2 separate regions of the Sus scrofa genome follow, and region 2 is linked to region 1. The links are chromatin contacts, called in public Hi-C maps. All regions are on one chromosome and are shown on one strand. Each heading gives the region's core, a stretch centred on a gene start, on an enhancer-like site or on the middle of the called end of the contact. The rest is flanking DNA. Distances are from core to core; before and after follow the strand shown. Region 1 overlaps LOC102163174 (a long non-coding RNA gene). Region 2 has its middle 38 kb from the start of RHOU.

What was found. Hi-C and Micro-C count contacts between places; a contact is called where the count stands out from the background.
Region 2: a Hi-C map of liver shows a contact between it and region 1, with 1.7 times the contacts expected there. The contact joins two enhancer-like sites. A contact is called at or near these places in 3 of 47 Hi-C or Micro-C datasets (brain, epiblast stem cells and liver).

The regions. Positions count from the first base shown.
Region 1 is chr14:60,554,619-60,560,573 of Sscrofa11.1, forward strand. All of the region lies in intron 2 of LOC102163174 (a long non-coding RNA gene), which reads left to right. Among named protein-coding and RNA genes, the nearest start is that of RAB4A, 29 kb to the left of the region's middle. Within about 2 kb of position 3,208, at least 30 of the 83 cell types and tissues checked have an H3K27ac peak or open chromatin away from gene starts, as enhancers often do. A contact at or near this core is called in liver, where this site is marked.
Region 2 is chr14:60,636,967-60,642,921 of Sscrofa11.1, forward strand. No RefSeq gene overlaps it. Among named protein-coding and RNA genes, the nearest start is that of RHOU, 38 kb to the right of the region's middle. Within about 2 kb of position 3,440, at least 19 of the 83 cell types and tissues checked have an H3K27ac peak or open chromatin away from gene starts, as enhancers often do. A contact at or near this core is called in liver, where this site is marked.

The DNA.
Region 1 (5,955 bases), core at 1,958-4,457:
GATCACAGAGCATCTTCACCTTCTCCCCGCCCTGACCTCGGGGCAGACGCAGACTCTTCCGTCATAAGTGGCAGGACAGGGAGGGCAATGTGAGCCTCTCTGGATGATTTAGATTTATCAGGCGGGGTTTCTTCTTCTAGGAGAGCCTAGATCATCTCGGAGACAACCTCTAATTGCAAACACAATGGCAAGCATACAGTGGGAGCAGAAGGAAGCATGCTGGTGGGCTGATAATTGCATGGCTCGCCTTGACTCCAGCTGCGCCATGCAGCTGATGTCAGAGGAGAAGTCATCTTCCCGTTTTCCTTTTTCTTGTGGTACTGCTTCCGAGAGCTTTCCTCCAGTTTTCAGATCCTGCCTAATTTCTCCTTCTACCTGTCTTGCTTTTTTGTGCTCTTGACTTTAGCTCCCATGTGGAGAGCGAGCTACTGTGGGGCCCTCAAAATAAAGTCTTTCCAGTGTGCTGTGGTTTTCATTTCTTTTTTGCAAGAGGCAGGAGACTTAAAAGGTTTGGTCTGGCATTGAAAGGTGGGGTGGAAATAATGGACACTCAGTTGCCTTAGGCGGTCGGAAATTCCTCTGGCCAGACAAGATTTAAGTGGTGTGGTAGTTTGTTTTTTAAAAAGTACTTGGAGCTCCCATTGTGGCTCAGTGGTAACAGACCTGACTTGCATCCATGAGGTTTTGGGTTGATCTCTGGCCCCACTCAGTAGGTTAAGGATCCGGTGTTGCCATGAGCTGTGGTGTAAGTTGTAGGCATGGCTTGGATCTGGCATTGCTGTGGCTGTGGCAAAGGCTGGCAGCTGCAGCTCCAATTTGGCCCCTAGCCTGGGAACTTCCATATGCCAAGGATGTAGCCCTAAAAAGACAAAAAAAAAAAAAAAAGTACTTAGCCATTCCAATGCTTTAACAAATACTCTATCAACAGTGGCAGGTGTTTGCTTTGAAGCTTAGCAATAATATGAGGTTAAGTATGAGTTGTCATGTCAATCATTTTTTTCTAGGTTCTGTAATTTTTTTTCAGTTGAGGAAGCTTATAATCAGTGAAAAGAGAGTCCTTGCTCTGCTAATTTTTTTTTTTTGGTCGCACCCATGCATGTGTGAGTTCCTAGGCCAGGGTTGGAACCTGTGCCAAAGCAGCAACCCAAGCCACAGGGGTGATAACCCTGGATCCCTAACCCACTGTGACACCAGGGAACTCCCCTGCTGAGCAGAGGCCTGAGAGGAAGGAGTGGGTTGTGGTTTGGAGCACTGGGGGAGGGGAGCATAGAGCAGCCCCCCTCCCCAGCCCCACCCCTACTCCCTGTGCTGGCCTGGGAAATGTCCCCCCTCCTCCACTGAGTGCCTGCAGGGCTGTCACCATGATTTAAAGCCCTGAGAATCTAAGTTAGCAGGAGGTAGGTTGAGGGTGGATGGTGTCATTCTGGCCCTGAAAGACCCCCATAAATCAGTGACAGCTCAGCCTCAAAATTCCCTTCCAGCTGGTTTCCGGAGGCCCACTCTGCTTACACCAGGGGCAGGCGCTGATTGCTCGAGTGGGTGGGCACTGCCCAGGCCACTCGCCCTCCTGCAGCTCCTGGCAGTGGGCTTCTTCCTGCCACAGGACCAGGGGCGGCGATGGGGGTGCGGGGCTGGCCCAGCCTGTCGCCCAGGTCCTGGACTGGGAGGTTTGACTTTGATGGTAGTGCTGAGTCTTTAATGCAACGATCCTGTTGTGTTGGATAAACACAAAGGCGCCCTCTGAACAGGGGACAAGACTGGTTTGTTCCTTCCTTCTCCTTTGTGCTTTGTTCCTAGCCTGTCCCTGGCACGGCTGTGCTATGGCCAGCTGCCAAATCTCTGCTGTGCCCTGGCATGATATGGGGACACATCAGAAGGTCACCCTGGGTCCTGCCCCTGAGAGTGGAGGAGAGGGTCCCCGGGTACTGTCGGTTTCAAGGTTTAATTGTGTTCCTTGCCTGGCCTCTGGCCTCCACCTGGTTCACCTGCTCCTCCGCCTAAAAGCTGACGCCAGGAGCCCATGACGTGACTGCTCTTTGTCCTCTTCTGTTCCTTGCGCCAGCAGATTTGTGTTTTATGGAAGAGTCAGGCGTCACACAGGCTCAGCCAGGGTGAACTTTGTCCCTGAGCTCATTTACTTCTCCTGCTGGGCAGGTAAGGACAACCTCGTTTCTTTTAGAAAACAAGATGGCAAAGAAGACCTGGCAGAGACTCAGATCTGTGAGGGAGATTCAGATGTCTCTACATCTCGGTACAAATGCCCAGAGGGACCTGAGTGCAGTAAAGTCACCTCGGGTGCCCCGGTGCAGGGGTAGGATCCCTTCCAGGAGGTTGGGTGGTGCTTCCTCTCTGCCATGGGGACAGGGGTCACCTCACTGTGGACCCACAAACACTTCCTTGGTTGGTTGGTTTTCAGTCACAAAGGGAAGAAGAATAGAAAGGAGCAGTAGACATAAAAGCACCTGCCACTCTAGCATCCCTGTCCTTGCATGCCCAGGGTGGGGTCCCTGTCCCTGCACACTCAGGGTGAGGTCATATCCCTGCATACTCAGGGTGAGGTCCCCATCCCTGCACACTCAGGATAGGGTCGTGTCCCTGCATATTCAGGGTGGGGTCATGTCTCTGCACACCCAGAGAATCTGTTCCCTAAGCAGTTGCTCTGTCCCCATGGCCCTTGCTGGCTGTTTCTCTTCTGTCTGTGCCTTTCTGGTGATGTGGCCTCTTGCAAGTTACTCCCCACCCCTGTGCCCCACCTCCAGCATCTGCTAAATTGACTAATAATTATGTCATCTTTAGGAGCATGATGATGGGTAAATCAGATAGTGCAGAGCTCTGGAACAGTGCCTGGCACAAGAAAAGGTGCAAATACTCTTTCCGTTAACATTTCCTGTCCATCTCTGTATGTTTTTTTACTGTTGTTTTATTTTTAGTCAAGGATCAGATCTCATTTCTGGTCTTTTGTGTTTTGAATTCAGACCGTGGGAACACAGTCTACTTGCCTTTGAGACTTTTCAATCTGAAAGGTCATTCACATCTTAGGGACAACTCTCATTTGAACTGTTCCCCTTTTTCCTCTTGAGTGTGCAGAGTGACGTGTTCAAAACCCAGAGCGGTCTGGAACAGGGCGGCTGCCCTCAGTTCTTGGTGAAGCCTCCTTGCTGCGCGGGTCCTACCGCGTGCACTGCGCTCTCGGAGCCGCCGGCAGGGGGCGCTAAGTGGCCGCGTCCAGCTCTAGGCAGAGGCTCAGGCTAGAAGCGCTGGGTCCAGACCTCTTCAGAGAGCCCGCGGAGTCGGGTGGGATATGGAGCCTCCTTGGGCGGGAAGCTCCACTGCGCCCTTGTGCACACAGACGTTTAAGAAGCAGAAAGCTGTGTTGCTTTTGAGCTTTGCAGTCTTTGAGCTTTGTAGTCATACGGTCCTATGGTCAGCTCGGCTCTGTTTCCTTGGGCTCCATCCCTCTTAGGCCTGGGGAGGTTGCCCTCAGGCGAGGCTGGCGGAGTCAGTGGGTGGTAGAGATCCTCGCTACCCACTGGGGTGATTTGGGGACCCACCATTTGCCCTGACCTTTTCTCTCCTTGACCCCCAGTCTCCTTTTCCTCTCCCTGGGCCCTGCTCCGGGCCTGTGTGTAAGGCTGGGGACTGTCGCCTGCAGTGACAGTCTGAAGTGACACTGAAGTGGCCCCCTGCCCATCTGTGGGGCCAGAACAACTAGAGGAGGGGATGAGCAAGCAGAAGGTGGAAGGAAGGCTAGGTAAACCCTTTCCAGCTCTTGCTTCACCGCTCAGGTGCGTGTTCTTGTCACTTGGAAGGCCAGATTAGCTGCAAGCCTCTTACATCCCCACCCCACCAGAGATGTGCGATGTCACAAGAGTCTAGCCTCCAGCCCAGTATGCAGACCTGGCAGTGCCATGGGTCATCACCCTGGTGGCGTCCATCCCCACCAGACCTGGACAACCAGGCACTGGGAGCAGTGGTGGCGGTTGGATCAGAGGAAGGTCGGGTTTGGTGTCCAGGCTCAGCATGGGTCTGGGAATGGTTCAGGTCCAGGTTGATGGAGGGAAGGGTCAAAGGCATCCCCAAAGAGGGCGCTTGAGTGTGGCTTCCTGCTGGAGCCCCTTTTCGGCCCCAGGCCTGGCCTCTGGAACAGGCCCTGAGCCTCCTGGCTGCATAGAGGCTGGCTGACCTCTGCCTCAAATCCTCTCCTTCTCCACATATGGCCACTTCTGCTGCCTGCAGTGGAGCTTGTAAGAAGCCAGACTCGCTTCTACCCTTAAAAGGTTCAGAGGATCTCCTGGGGAGATCTGCTGCAGAGGCACCTGGGTCTGAGGATCCTGAGGAATCTGGGTGCCCCCGCACTGCATGGCTGTCAGTATCAGTTTCCCCTGCTCTAGGGGCGGAGGCTCAACCCTACCAAGACCAGCCCTGTCCTGTTTTATGGGATCAGGCTATGCCCTTTGACCCTGTACTGCGTCTTGCAGCAGGAACCCTTCTGGCCATGGGGGCTGTGAATGAGCCCATTCCGGAGCAAGTGTGTGATAAGGCTGGACACATTAGTCATGGAGCATTGCCCTGCTCTGGCCAATGCTGCCTCCCTGGTCCTGCGTCCATCTCTTTCCCGCTTTTCTGCTGGATCCTGGACCTGGTGTTTGACGGGGAGGCCTGGCACAGCTGTGCTCAGAGGGTCTTGTAGGCTCTCATAATGACCTACCCAGGCTGGGACCAGTAGAGAGTTTCTAGGGGAGAGTGAAACAGCTCTTGGCTCTCCACCCCAGTTGGTGGCACTTACAAGGTGCTCAAGCAATGCTTGTTGAATGGACGAGTATACTCCACTTATAGAACAAGAAGCTGGTACCTCCATGGGACCCTGGTTTAGTTCTTTATAGGAGTGTAGAAATGGGGTAGGACTGGAGTGGAAGGGGAAGCTCATTTTAATACATTTTCCTCCCCTAATGGCCTCCGCTGTCTTCTACACCTCAGTGGTAGATGCCTAAGATATGCTCATTAATGCCCTGACATGTGTTGTGGAGGACTGCACCCTGTCTTTTGCCCCTTGGACCCCCTGCCCTGGTCCTTCAGGGCTCAAACATCCTCGGGATGGCTCAGTTTGTCAGAGACACAGACCCATGCTCTCTGGGTTTTCCTACCCTCTGCTGTTGGGTCGAGCCTCTCCTGCAGCCAGTGGGCAAGTATGTAGCATCTGTGTCCACATAACTCGTGGCACCTTGGGCAGAAGTGTGTCTGTCTGTGACTTCACGTCTGAAGCCTCTGGATCATTCTGAGTGGAGGTGAGGATTGAGTGCTCCTTCTCCCGATACACACACACACAGACACAGACACACACACAGACACACACACACACAGATACACAGGCACACACTGACATACACGCAGACACATACATACCCTCCATCCCCCATGGCACTGACCCTCCCCCCATCCTTTGGCTTATTGAGGGGTTGGGCTTCTAAGAGAAGATATGAACTTTTCAACTGAACTTATTCACAACATGCTGTATATCAGTCATTCTGTAGGATTTTTCAACATTTGTCTGATTGAAACTGCCCTAAATTTTAATGGTAACAATAGTTTAATGTTATAAAAATATGTATACGTTAATGGTTTACAGCCTCTGAAACATGGTCATCAGCTACTCAATTAAGGCCTTTGAGGCAGCAATATCCCTGAAGGGGTTTTATGTTGTTTGTTTGCTTCTCAAGCTCATCTCCCAAATCCTGCTGTGGTGTCACCCAGCCCCACAGATGACAAATGCCACTGCTGAGTTCTGCATCAGTGAGACTTGAATTCAGGTTGTCTGGCAACCTCTCTGACTTTGATCCATTTGGGGCAGTGAGTTACCTTGCTGGCCAAGCCCAGAATCTCCCTGTTATGTGGGCCTGTGGGGCTGGTTTGCCCTGGACCAGCCTCCCTATTTCAGGGATGGATGGTGGCTCTCGT
Region 2 (5,955 bases), core at 2,190-4,689, 83 kb after region 1:
GAGACAGACATGGCCTAATTTGCATATTAAATAGATGGCCCAGCTGCTGTGCGAAGAATGCTTTTTAAGAGCTCAAAAATAGAAATGGGAAGACCAGCTAGAAGGGTATTGCAGCAGTTCTGGCAAGAAACAATAACTATCATTAACCCCATTTCATGGAGGCCTAGAGAAGATGTAATTTATCAAATGCATACAGCAGACAACAATACTGCTCTCCTTTTACTGGCAAAGTGATTTCAATTTGAAAAGCCTTCTTACCTATATCACTTCATTTGAACTTCAGAACAACCCTGGGATGAATTATTAACCCCGTTTCCGAGAGGCACCAATAAGTTGGTACTTGACAAGAGATCCCAGCAGTGTCAAGCACCTGAAGCCTGGTTTAACCCGAGATCTCCGGGTCATCAGTCATCCTGTGCTTTCTCTGTTCTCCTTTCCTTATGCCAGCCCATCCCCCCCATTAAAAGCTGCAAGCATAACCAACCACTCAAGTCCTGAGGCTCCCGATAGAGCTGAGACCGTTCTGATGGCACTTATCAAACCCCATGGGATGCTGAGCTCCATTTCATTTGTTGTAGGAGGGTTAGGGGACAAAGAAACAGGCCTTAAAATCTAGTTGGGAAAATTGGGCAGAATTTTAGAAATAATTAAAGAATGCTAAGCAAATTAACAATCATGTCTGATTACAAAAAATTTTAGGAGGAACCTAGTTTCTTTCTTCATGGCAAATGGACTGGGATCCCATGAACAAAAGTGCCTTTTTTTTTCTTTTTAGGGCCGCACCCATGGCATATGGGAGTTCCCATGCTAGGGGTCAAATCATAGCTGCCGTCCTACACCCACAGCAATGCCAGATTCAAACTGCATCTGCGACCTACACCACAGCTCATGGCAACACTGGATCCTTAACCCACTGAGCCAGGCCAGGAATCAAACCCACATCCTTGTGGATACTAGTCGGGTTCTTAACCCGCTGAGCCATAATGGGAACTCCTAAAGGTAGCTTCTTGGAATGTGCCTTAACAGTGCTAGAGGAGAGTCGCTAACCCATTACCTCTCCCGGGAGCATCGTTAGAGGATGTTCCAAGCCCTTCCAAGTCGCCTCAGCTCCTGCTGCCACACAAAATCCCAAAAACTCAGTGGTCCAAGACTATGACCATTTTCATTATGTTCATGAAGTTTGTGGTCCAGAGACCTGGCAGGCCAGAGCAGAGCTTCTCTGGGGCTTGGCCTGGGTGACAGGAAGCCCGAGGTAGCATGTCCACGTGGTGTCCCATCAGGCTTGTGGTCTTCACAGCACAGTGGGCTTGGGGAAGTCAGGATTCTTGTCACCTATATGCCTCTCAGAACACCAAGAGTGGGGGCACCCAGGGGACAAGGAGGAGGCCACCTGGCTTTTCAGGATCTGGCCTTGGAAGTCCCACGGGATCACTTCCACCACAGTCAATAAAGCAAAACCTCACAAGCCCACCCTCACTCAGACGGCCATAGAACCCCCCCACCTTCCTATAGAAAGAAAAAATGTAGAGCCGTATTATAGAAACACTGCAATGCCCTTTTGTGCCTCAAGCAGTAGATAATCACCCATAATTGATTAATAAGATTAGGAAAGAATATTTATCTCAATGCACTGGGTTTTTGTTTTGTTTTGTTTTGTTTTGCTGTGCCCAGGCCTTGTGGAAGTTTCCTGGGCAGGAATCGAATCCAAGCCACAGCTGTACCCTGAACCACAGCAGTAACAATGCTTGTCCTTAACCTACTGAGCCATCAGGGAACTCTGTGTATTGGATTTCCTTCTTTACAGTTAATAACTATGGAAAACAAAATGATCTTAATACAGCAAAAGATTTGGAGCACAGAATTTTGTTGCATTAAAACTAATAAAATGTCACTATTCCAGTTCATTGGCTAGGACCCTGTAACAATTTGTTGTTGCTGATGTGTGTATATAGGATTTGAACACTGTCAGTAAATGCAAATTAGTGGTGGATATAGTATGCAGATGAACATTTTTTGGTATGAAGAATAAAAAAATGGCTACAATTAAGAATGCATACTTAAGAGGGTGTTGATATAAACTCTTTCTGGAAGACTCATTTCAGTCAGGTTTTAAAGGATGCAAGAAGAATGCTTATTTCAAATGAATACTGCTAGTTATAAATAAAATTGATTCTTCTCATTAAAGCAAGCCCAGCAGGATTTATACTTGGAAGTACTTAGTGAGAATTAATAGAGTTATTATGGGCTTGAAATAAAAATGGAAAAAACTTTGGATTGCTAGAAGAGAAAAAAGTAAAGTATCAGTCTAAGACCCACGGGAGAAAAGTATGATTTTTTTTTCTGCTGATCCTCCTGTGGGCTCCGGGACCACTGGCTACTCAATTCTCTGACAGCAAGTGCTGTATGATTTCAGAGTGTGTGAACAAAGGGTGAATTTTCTTTTCCCACAGCAGCATACAGTGCACGCGAAGGAAAATCTGGATTAGTTTGAACTCCAACTACTTTTAAAAATAGCTTTATTGAGATATATTTCATGTACCATAAAATTTAAAATTCCCAGGACTGAAGAATCAGGAAATTGGGTCTAGTCCTGCCTTTGTTAGCATTCCAGGAAATTTGCCTCAATTTCCTGGGTCTTTTTCATAGTAAAACAGACATTGCACGACCTGATTTCTACAGTCGTCTTCAGCTCTGGAGCACTTTGGATTTATGATAGACAACGTCTCCCTGGAGCAGAGAGACCCCCTGTTTCGAGTTGGCCATGGTCCGGCCAAGGGTCCTTCCCCCACCTCTTGTCAGGCCTGTCCAGGTCCCGCTCTGGTTTCCGTCAGCAGGGCCGTTGTGGACTTCCTGCCATGTGGCCCCTAAACCCAGTATCTGAGCCAAGTGTGGAGAGAAGGCAGGCAAGGAGCTGACAGACAGGCACGCCAAGTCCCACTTCCTTCTTGTCTGTAGGAAGGGCCGAAATACAGGAGGCCCCTGGCCCACCTCCCCCACCAGTGTGCAACGTGGGGGGCTCCTGATCCGCCAGGCCCCCCACATCACTGTCACTTTTGCTTCCATGTTTGAGGGGAAGCTTGGGCCCCTCAGGGGAGTGTAATGGGCACCGGATGTCAACCAGCCCCTTCCCGGCGCCTCTGCCCTGCCCCAGCCCTGTGCCTACATCAAAGCGGTGGGCTCCCAGAAGCCCCCTGAGGATGTCCCCTGGGCAGCCTTGGGTCAGAGCTGAGAGCTGTTTGCACAGAGGCCACTCCGCAGTTTACAGCTCTCATTAAGTGCCTTTACAACTGCACAAGTTGATTAAAAACACACACACTCACACATGGGAAGCAGAAAGCACAAAAACTTTGCTTATTTTGCAGATGCAGTGGGTTACGTCACAGTGGGGCTGCTGATTACCCAAGAGTGTCCAGCACATTTTTCCAAAGGGTCGGGCCTGTGAGGGCCGTGCAGGGACTCAAATGCTGGGTGGGGAGCCCAGGGCCTCCCTGCCCTTGCTTATCTGCAGATGCCTGAGATGCACCCTGCACCAGCCAGCCAGACTGGAGGCCAGGGTGGCGACCTGGGTGGCCCCTCTGGCCTGAGGCTCTCGGGTCACCAGGTGGCTGGGGTTGCGCAGCACCGAGGCAGGAGGCTGGGAGGACATGGGCCATCCCAGGCCATCTCTGTGGCAAGGACTTTGGACAGGGCTGGCCTGGGCCTGGTACACTGATGTTGCTGGTCAAGACTGGTCAGAAAGTCCTCTTGCCAGACCTCCTAAGTCACCTGAGCTGCTGACTCAACACCTAGGATGCTGACGAGCCTCCATCTCATCTGCCAGGACGCATCTTGATCTCTCCAGCTGTGCTGTGGTCCTGCCTTCTCATCTCTGCCCAGGGGTACCCCCTTACTCCTCCTGGCTGTTGGCAGGTCCTGCCAGCTCCCCAGTCTGGAGGCAGAACCAGTGATTCCTCGCCGTCAGCGCTGCCCTGTAGCCACCTCTACTGTTCCCTTCTTCCTTCACAGCCTGGTCCCCCAAACAGCAGAAGCCAGGTTTTAAAGTATAGGTCAGGCTGCGGAAATAAAACAGTAAAATCAGTGCCTGTCAGTGTCAAGGCCCTGCCCACTACCCCCGCAGGGCTCTTCCTGTCTCAGGTCTCTCCAGGCCCTCCCTGGGTTTTGGCATTTGCTCTTTGCTCTGCCTGGACTGCTCAGCCCCAGTCCTCGTCACCTCCTCAGGGATGGTTCCCTGCCTACCGCCCACCCTCCACCAAATCCTTCCCAGGGTATCATTTGTAGCCATTATTGCACCAAATTTAAATGCACCAAAATTTAATTTTGATGCTGTTTTTTGCATATAATTAATGAGATAATAAAGGCTTCCAGATCTGTTTCGTTGGCTCTGGGTGTAGAAGGGTGCCCAGCACATGGAGATAGATGCCTAACAGACATTTGTGGACGGAACCAAGTGGGTGAGTTGAGGGACCAGTTCCACTGCCAGTGGCCTCAGCTCAGGAGGAATTCCTACCATCAGAGGCGGCCCAGGACCATCTGGGAGCTGAGGCTTGAAGGTCCCTCCTGCTGGGGGCAGGTGACTCTGGGCTTCAGTGGAGATGCAGGAGCTCTCCTGGGTGAAGAGCCACATACCAGTCTCAGTGAGGCTTGGTCTGTAAGGACTAGCAGCTGCTGAGAGGCCTGCGAGGCTCCCGAGCCTTCCCTCCCCTCCCACTTGCTGAAGCTCTTCTCCACTCCCAGCTATCCAGCTGAAGATGCAGGGAGCCCAGAAGTGGCTGTCCCTTCCCCAAAGTCTCCAAGCTTCCCTCTCCAAAGTCCGCTCCACTCTGACCAGCTGCACTAGTCACACGCTTTCACTCTGGAGCCTTTGGGAACTGAGCAGGAGACAGACACTTGACCTGAGACTAGGTCCTGCGCCAGAATCACACCACATGGGCTGCGTCAGCAAAGCCAGGCAGAGCCAAGGACCACAGTGCCTGGAGGAAACAAACCTCCGCAGGGTCCCTGTAAGAGTCCCCTCACTCAGGGGACAAGTAGAAGGCACAGTGATGTGACTGCTATGTAGCAAGGAAGGAAGGAATGCTTTGAGAACACAGACTGTCTGGTCATGCTAAGCCAAGAGCAGGGCTGGCCAGTGGGCTCGCCCCAGGACTGCCAGCATTTCTCCTGGTTTCCTGGAGGTGAGAATGGCTAGATCTCATTTGCTGTGAGCCACACTCAGTGTGTGGGCTGGGTGCAGTCTAATGCACACTGGGCAGTCGGTTGGCGTGTAATGAATGATTGTTGATTGAATGAATGACCTTTTCAAATTGCTTTAGGAAGCAGAACTCCTAAGTGGTTTGTTGATTCCAGAAAGCAGAATAATTATGATTCCTGAGGTAAAGCAATTAAGATGTAAATTCAAAAAAAAAAAAAAAACCAAAAACAAATGAAAAACCTAAATGTTCCATGGTCTAATTAATTGGGAGCAAAATGAGGCTAGGGATTCTGGCTTTTACTTCTAAATTCTACCTGCATTTCCCATCTCCTCCCTGCTCCCTCAACACCCCACCCCCACTACCTTCCCAGGGCCTGAAATTCCACAATCTGAAATACTTGCTCTGAAATTGAGGACTTGACTCCTTTAAAACACCTTTGTAGCATTGCACATAAATTCTTTTCAATTATAACCAAGAATGACTGAACTTCTTTGAGCATTTGTCTAGATGAGGCCAAGAGCAGAGAAGATGCAAATGAGAAGCGGGTGATTTGGGCCCAAATTCTCCTCCTCCACTCCCACCCACCTACTCAGATGACCTTTGGCCTCCAGACAGCCCTGCAGACCAGAAATTTAGCGAGAGTAATCTATGTCTGGATCTTGATAAGTGCAATGAAATTATCTTAAGTGGAAAGGGGAGGGTCCAGTCATCACTCCCTTCAAGAGAATCAGGTTGAAAAGAAAAAGGACATCTTGGAGTTCCC